2 separate regions of the Macaca mulatta genome follow, and region 2 is linked to region 1. The links are chromatin contacts, called in public Hi-C maps. All regions are on one chromosome and are shown on one strand. The core of a region is the stretch at or near the end of the contact, and the rest is flanking DNA. Distances in the headings are between cores, read along the strand shown. Region 1 overlaps PDE1C (phosphodiesterase 1C). Region 2 has its middle 50 kb from the start of PPP1R17.

Evidence for each region. Hi-C and Micro-C count contacts between places; a contact is called where the count stands out from the background.
Region 2: a contact with region 1 is called in a Hi-C map of fetal cortical plate, with 6 times the contacts expected there. The contact joins two enhancer-like sites. A contact is called at or near these places in 6 of 14 Hi-C or Micro-C datasets (cortical neurons, fetal cortex germinal zone, fetal cortical plate and 3 more).

What each region holds. Positions count from the first base shown.
Region 1 is chr3:96,183,224-96,187,122 of T2T-MMU8v2.0, forward strand. All of the region lies in intron 2 of PDE1C (phosphodiesterase 1C), which reads left to right. Among named protein-coding and RNA genes, the nearest start is that of PDE1C, 100 kb to the left of the region's middle. Within about 2 kb of position 1,943, at least 5 of the 40 cell types and tissues checked have an H3K27ac peak or open chromatin away from gene starts, as enhancers often do.
Region 2 is chr3:96,644,800-96,648,698 of T2T-MMU8v2.0, forward strand. No RefSeq gene overlaps it. Among named protein-coding and RNA genes, the nearest start is that of PPP1R17, 50 kb to the right of the region's middle. Within about 2 kb of position 1,907, at least 9 of the 40 cell types and tissues checked have an H3K27ac peak or open chromatin away from gene starts, as enhancers often do.

The DNA.
Region 1 (3,899 bases), core at 693-3,192:
AGTCCTGCTCTCTGGGATGCCGGTGAAGCTGCCCTGTAGTACCAAGCCCTAAAAGCCCTCCTCCCTGGAGATGTCTATTTTATGCATCTGTCAGTCTCCCTATTAGACAGACAGCTCCTTGAGCCCATGGGCCCTGTCTGGTTGACTGTGCCTGGTGTAGAAGCAAACGCTGATTGAATGAAGACTGCGTAAGCAGGCCCCTTTCTGCTCCGTTAAATGCTCCTTATCCTAACATCATAAACATCTGTGAGCCTTCCCATTGCCAGTGTACACACTCCCCAAACCCCTCCACAATATGTCTTCAAGGGTCTCCTACATGCTAGTGGGAGAGTCCTCAGAAACCATTAGGTATGTAAGCGCTGGTGTCAAGCCTGGAGTTGGATTCTGTGTCCAGAATTATGAATTCTGTGCCACCGTGGGCAGGTAACTTAACCCATCTAAGCCACACTTTCCTCACCTTGCTCCTAGGACAATACTGTGTCCAGAATTGGTTCCTTCTGGTGGGTTCTTGGTCTTGCTGACTTCAAGAATGAAGCTGAGGACCCTCATGTGTTACAGTTCTTAAAGATGGTGTGTCCGGAGTTTGTTCCTTCAAATGTTCAAATGTGTCCAGAGTTTCTTCCTTCTGGTGGGTTGGTAATCTTGCTGACTTCAGGAGTGAAGGTGCAGACCTTAGCAGTAAGTGTTACAGTTCTTAAAGGTGGCGCATCCTGAGTTGTTCTTTCCTCCCTGTGGCTTGTGGTCTCGCTGGCTTCAGGAGTGAAGCTGCAGACCTTCACAGTGAGTGTTACAGCTCATAAAGGTACCGTAGACCCAGAGTGAGCAGCCGCAAAATGTATTGCAAAGAGTGAAAGAACAAACCTGCCACAGTTTGGAAGCCCACCCAACAGCGTTGCAGCTGCTAGCGCCGGTGCTCTGCTTTTATTCCCTTATTTGGCCCCACCCACATTCTGCTGATTGGTCCATTTTACAGAGAGCTGATTGGTCCATTTTACAGAGTGCTGACTGGTCCATTTTTACTGAGTGCTGATTGGTGCATTTACAATCCTTTAGCTAGACAGAAAAGTTCTCCAAGTCCCCACCCCACCCAGAAGCCCAGCCGGCTTCTCCTCTCAATATTAGAACTTATTTCCAAGTTGTTGTGGATGATCACATGCAAGGGTGAATGTTAAAATACTTAAAAACATGTTAAGTGGTCACTGAACATCAGAACAGATGTTGGTCATGGACTATATGAAGGACTAGAGTCCAGGAAGCCCCTGACAGGACAGACATGGACCCTTCAATTGCTGGATGAAGCTGGGGCAGCAGAGGTGGATATTGGCCCTGATACCCTGGAATCCATTATATGAAGCACAGGGACTGTATACCACAAGCGCTCAATAAATGTGGGTGGTTGTTATTACCCTGAGTTTTCAGCCTTCCTCCTCTCTCTTCTTCTCTTTTTTCTTTAATTTCATATATACTTATTGAAGAATTTTCTGTTCGTCTGTGAGCCCTGGAAATAACACAGATGAGTCGGTTTGTCTTCAAAGAGTTCACAATCTAATCAGGGAGACAGAAGTGACTGCTACAATACAGCGTGTGGAGGGAAATGCTAGCGAATGGTAGGAGGAGCTGGGAGAGTCAGAACGGGGAGGCCTCAGCCAACCTGGCATGGAGGTGAATTCAAGGGAGTCCTTCTGGAGGAGGCGAGCATCAGCTGAGGCTTAAGGGCTTGAATGGGGATAACAGGTAAAGAAGGTAACTTCTAATCTTCAGTGAAAACAACTCTCAATACCACATGTAAGGGAATGAAGGCCACATGTAGTGTTCAGACATGGCCACAGTGTGGCAGAAAAAGCCCAGATTTTGATTTCGTCTCTCTCCTCTAGAAGATGTAAAAGACACTGCATTCAGTGCATTGGACAGAGCTTCTGTTGGGAGTCCAGGGCATTGGAGGAGCCAGAGCGAGGGAGACAGCGCCCACAAAGCTCTTGTGGCTGGGCAGCTCTATGCTGGAGTTCTGATTGCTTCCCTGAGGGAGGACTAATTTCTCCCCCAAGATGAGCAATCGTGGAAAAGAAAATACAAATGTCTTCCCTTATCCGCGGTTTCACTTTCCCAGTTTTGTTACTTGTGGTTAACAGTGGTCTGAAATTGTGAAATGGAAAATTCCAGGAATAAACAATTCACAAGTTTTGATCTGAGTGCTGCTCTGAATAGCGAGATGAAATCTCACTCTGCCCTACCCATGATGTTAATCCTCCCTTTGTCCAGTGGATACATGTGCAGATGCTACCCACAAGTTAGTGACTTAGGAGCCCTCTTGTTTATCAGATTGCAGTGCTTGTGTTCAAATCACCCTGATTTTATTTAGGAATTGCCTAAGTGCAATTTCGAAGTGCACTTAGTAAAAAGTGCAAGAGTACTGATGCTGGCAATTCAGATACATCACGGAGAAGCCATCAAGTGCTTCCTTTAAGTGAAAAGGTGAAAGTTCTTGCCTTAATAAAGAAAAAAAATAAAAAAAAATTGTATGCCAAGGTTGCTGAGATCCACAGGGAGAGCAAATTTTCTATCTGTGAAACTGTAAAGAAGGAAACAAATTTGTGCTAGTTTTGTTGTTACACTAAAGCTACAAAAGTTACAGCCACAGGACAGGATAAGTGCTTAGTTAAGATGGAAGTATTATTAAATTTGCGGATGGTAGACATGAACAGAATCGTGTTCTGATTAACAGCAATTATGTTAGGCACCATTCCTGGTTTCAGGCAGTTGTTGGAACGTACCCCTTCGGATAATGGGGGACTACTATAGTGGTATCAAAAGCAATAAGAAAATAGAGATTAATTAAAAATCCAGGTATTTTTGGAAATAGATTTTCCTGTGAAAGAGCTGGAGTACTTACGGTGGATGGGGGACTGAAGCAAGGGGAGGCCTTTTGTATTTGTGTGCTGGGTGAATGATCCCCTTCCCTCAGCAGAGGTGGGAAATGGGAGGCAGAGGTGTGCAGTGGGGTGAGCGCCGGGGTTGATTGAAATAGAGGGAGGCAGCACCTATGACATGGTGATGCCATGTGTGGAGCCCCAGGGGGAACTCAAAATCATGTCTGAGACAGTGCTAGAGTTCAGTCAGGGAACTTTGCTAGATCAGTTGTTATAGCTAGGAGAGTTGGTGACAAAAGAAGGGAGCTTGAACTGGGGATGGATGAAGACAAAAAGAAGAAGAAGAAATAAGTGGGAGGAATGACTGAGAAATACCATGAGCGGGGGTATGTGGCTGGTGGCTGGGCTTTCAGTGTTCTCAGGGGCATGTACTATGTTTTAGACAGAACCATATAAGGGATCCAGGACAGACAAATCAGGTACATTTTGGGTGCTATGGCAAGGAAAAATAGTTAAACTAATAGAAACGCAGAATTGGATGGTGTTTGCTAGGAGCTGGGTGTGGGGAGGAGCAAACGGAAAGTTGTTGCTTCATGGGTATAAAGTTTCCATTATGTAAGATGAATAAGATGTAGAGATCTGCTGTACAACATAATCCCTGTAGTTAACAATATGGTATTGTGCACTTTAAAATACATTAAGAAGATAGCTCTCCTGTTAAGTTTTCATACCACAAAAACCAACCAACCAATCAACCACGCAAGCAACACAAAAGAACACAAGACGGCTGGCTACTAGCTTCTTTCCTACACTTATAATCATCCTCTCCCAGCTCCCCCAGTGACCTGTGACACATCTGTGTTTCAGAGCCACAGTTAGACTGCAACTTATGTTGACCCAAAATTTCTCTGATTGCCCACAAGGGGCTTCACCTCTTTATCTTACCCCCTTTCTCCACCCCTTTCATCAGACACAGTTGTTATCAGGCAAGCCGATTAGTTTGGTTCAGTCAACAGATGTATTCACTGGGAT
Region 2 (3,899 bases), core at 657-3,156, 460 kb after region 1:
TTGAGCCACCGCGCCTGGCCATTTTTCAGGTTTTCTATGCTGTCATTTAACCTATATAACAGTCCTTTGAGGCAAACAAGGTTTAAATCTCTGGTTCTTTCCTCTCCTTATTTATGATGATCAAAACCAGAGTGTTTTTGAATGGTTATTGCAGAAGAAATGGATTTCTTGTGTTTTTGTTTTGGTTTGGTTTGGTTTTTTGTTGTTGTTGTTTTGTTTTTGTTTTGTTTTGTTTTTTGAGATGGAGTGTCACTCTGTCACCCAGGCTGGAGTGCCATGGTGCGATCTTGGCTCACTGCAACCTCTGCCTCCTGATTCAAGCAGTTCTCCTGCCTGGGCCTCCTGAGTAGCTGGGATTACAGGCCTCCACCACCACACCCAGCTAATTTTTGTATTTTTAGTAGAGATGGGGTTTCACCATGTTTGCCAGGCTGGTCTCGAACTCCTGACCTCAGGTGATCTGCCCACCTCAGCCTCCCAAAGTGCTGGCATTACAGGCATGAGCCACTGTGCCCAGCCTGGCCTTGCTTTTCTACACTACAATATCTTGGAGTAGAGACGATGTTTTATATTTGAGAGTGAATTCAGACTTATGTTGGCAAGTCAGTCTGAACTACTGAAAAGCTACATTTTTGATTCTAGGTTTCAAGAGAAACAGTTTTATTTTACATGAAGCAAAGAGACCAAACTAGGTTAATGGTGGTGGTATTCATTTATCTATATATTTTTTTCTATAGCTATGGTTAGAATTAGAAGAGTTGGGCCGGGCGCAGTGGCTCAAGCCTGTAATCCCAGCACTTTGGGAGGCCGAGACGGGCAGATCATGAGGTCAGGAGATCAAGACCATCTTGGCTAACACAGTGAAATCCCGTCTCTACTAAAAAATACAAAAACAAAAACTAGCCAGGCGAGGTGGCGGGCGCCTGTAGTCCCAGCTACTCGGGAGGCTGAGGCAGGAGAATGGCATGAACCCGGGAGGCGGAGCTTGCAGTGAGCTGACATCCAGCCACTGCACTCCAGTTTGGGTGACAGAGCGAGACTCCGTCTCAAAAAAAAAAAAAAAAAAAAAAAAAGAATTAGAAGAATTGGAAGGGCATGGTGGCTCACACCTGTAATGCAAGCACTTTGGGAAGCTGAGGTGGGAGGATTGTTTGAGGCCAGGAGTTCAAGGTCAGCTTGCTCAACAAAGTGAGATATCATCTCTACAAAAAAAAAAAAAAAAAAAAAGTAATAAAATAAAATTAGCCCAGCATGGTGGTGCATGCCTGTAGTCCCAGCTATTTGGGACACTGAGGCAGGAGAATCACCTGAGCACAGGAGTCAAGGCTGCAGTGAGCCATGGTCACACCACTGCACTCCAGCCTGGGCAACAGAGGGAGACCCTTGTTTTTTTGTTTTTTGTTTGTTTGTTTGTTTGTTTAAGGGGGAAGAAAAGAATTAGAAGAGTTGTTATAATGAATAACTAGTTTGTAATTAGAACATCATCCGCATTAAGTGGCTAACTTTGCAGATGCCTGAAGGAAACCTGATTCAGCCTCCCCACCTCATTTCACACCGCTGTCACCCTGAGCCTCCCTCCACACAAGGGATTCTCATAATTTGGAATATCACGTCTCTTTTTTTGTGCACCCATAATGTTAACTCTATAACATTTTTATCTGTGAGGAAAAAAATTTTGCCAGGCAGAAATAAACCTCAACCTTGCATGAAGTATCATAACACATTGAACATGCAGATAACAAATCAGTGTTTCCCAAATATTAAAGGCTCTAGCATTAGCAAGCAACTGCAGTGTGACAATTTGTCCTGCAGGTGGCGGTGGTGTGTAGGGGAAAAAGCTACACTGTTGGACCAAGGTTCCCCAGGATAGAGAAGAATGGAGGCTGGCTTGGCACATTCCACTCAAGCCAGCAAACACATATTGAGCCGTTCTAGTCTCCAGGCACTGCCTTAGGTGTGGGGTGGATCCAGTAGGAGTGAGCCTGGGTCTCCAGTTTGGGGAACTCACAGTCTTAGGGAAGAATGTGTCCTTGTCTATTAGGCAGGATTATTCAGGCTGCCCTTGGAAAATGTAAAAATCAAGCCCACAGCCAGTTTTTCTCTGTCTACAGGCCTCATTGTAGGGACAAAGAAATCCCTAAGGCAAGCCTGCCCACATTTCCAGGGAGTACCTGTTGGTACAAGACCTGGAATGAGAGTGCATGTTTGCATGTGCTTGGCTGTTCTCATGGGTATTCATCTCCCCACTGACTCTACAATCAATCAGCCCTTTGTATTTGTGGGTACTAAAGCCTTGGATTCACCCAACTGTAGATTGAGAATATTTGGGGAAAAAAAATCCACAAATTTCCAAAAATCAAAATTTGAATTTGCCACACACCAAAGCACTATTGAATCCACATGAATGTGTAGGCATTGTATTAGGTATTGTAAGTATTCTAGAGATGATGTAACGTATATGGGAGGATGTGCAAATACTACGCCATTTTATATAAGAGACTTGAGTACCCTTGGATTTGGGTATGGGGAGGAGGTCCTGAAACCGATCTGCCACAGATACGGAGGGATGACTGTATATACAATTTTGCCACTTCTGCAATTACAATCTATTAAAGGCACAGAAGGAGACAACCAACCTGCCCTAGAGCCACAGACCCAAAAGGAAAAAGAAACGATTGCTTTTTCACCTTTCACTCTGGAGCAGACATTCTATTTTGTAAGCATTATTTCATTTAATATTTATGACTACCCCAAGGTGACAGAAGCAGCCATTATTCTCACCTGACAGATGAGGAAACTGAAATTCAAAGTTCACAATGTCACCCAAGATCCACAGCTACTAAGTGTCCAGGGCAGGATCTGAAGTCTGACCCCAGCAGATAGATGCCTTCTGTGTGGTTTGATGAGGCAATAGCAGGCCTGGGACATTTGCTTACACTGCCCTCATGACACTTAAATGCAGTGCTTTTTTCTTTCTTTTCCTTTTTCTTTTCTTTTTTTTTTTTTTTTTTTTGAGACAGAGTTTCACTCTTGTTGCCCAGGCTGGAGTGCAATGGCATGATCTCGGCTCGCCGCGACCTCCGCCTTCCAGGTTCAAGCGATTCTCCTGCCTCAGCCTCCCAAGTAGCTGGGATTACAGGCATGCACCACCACGCCTGGCTAATTTTGTATTTTCAGTAGAGACGGGGTTTCTCCATGTTGGTCAGGCTGGTCCTGAACTCCCAACCTCAGGTGATCCGCCCATGTCAGCTTCCCAAAGTGCTGGGATTACAGGCATGAGCCACTGCGCCCAGCCTATGCAATCCTTTTCAAACATTAATCAAGTGCTTACAAATCACCTATGGCTCATGTAAAAATGAAATTCTGATTTGGGTGGGGCAGGAGGTTCTGCATTTGTAATGAGTTCCCAGGTGACATCAAAAGATGCTGATTGGGGGACCATACTTAGAGTAGCAAGGCTTCAATTTGCAGAGGTCCCTAAACTTTTAAAATTGTCTCAGCAACTCTAAGCCAAAAGATATTCCAAGTCTACCTTTTAAGTTGTTAGGTACAAACAACTAAAGTCTTTATGTTCTAACAACTTGGCAGCCATTTGAAAAACTTATTCATATATAAATAAGAAATAATTGTTTTTTGTTAGATCACCACAATTACTTACTAATGGGATACATGTGCCCCAGGGCCTCACAACTTCTCAAGCCTTGAAATGAGATGGGACAACACTGCCCTTATATCCTGTTCTATTTTGATTTTTTTTGATAATTGCTCTTGGGCACAAAACAGCTTTAAGATGCAGCTTGATATGACATCATCGAAAGGAACTTTGTGCATGTTGAAATGGGAAGCTAACTGGAACTACTAGTTCACATGGAGTCTGACAAATATCCCTCAGAAATCTC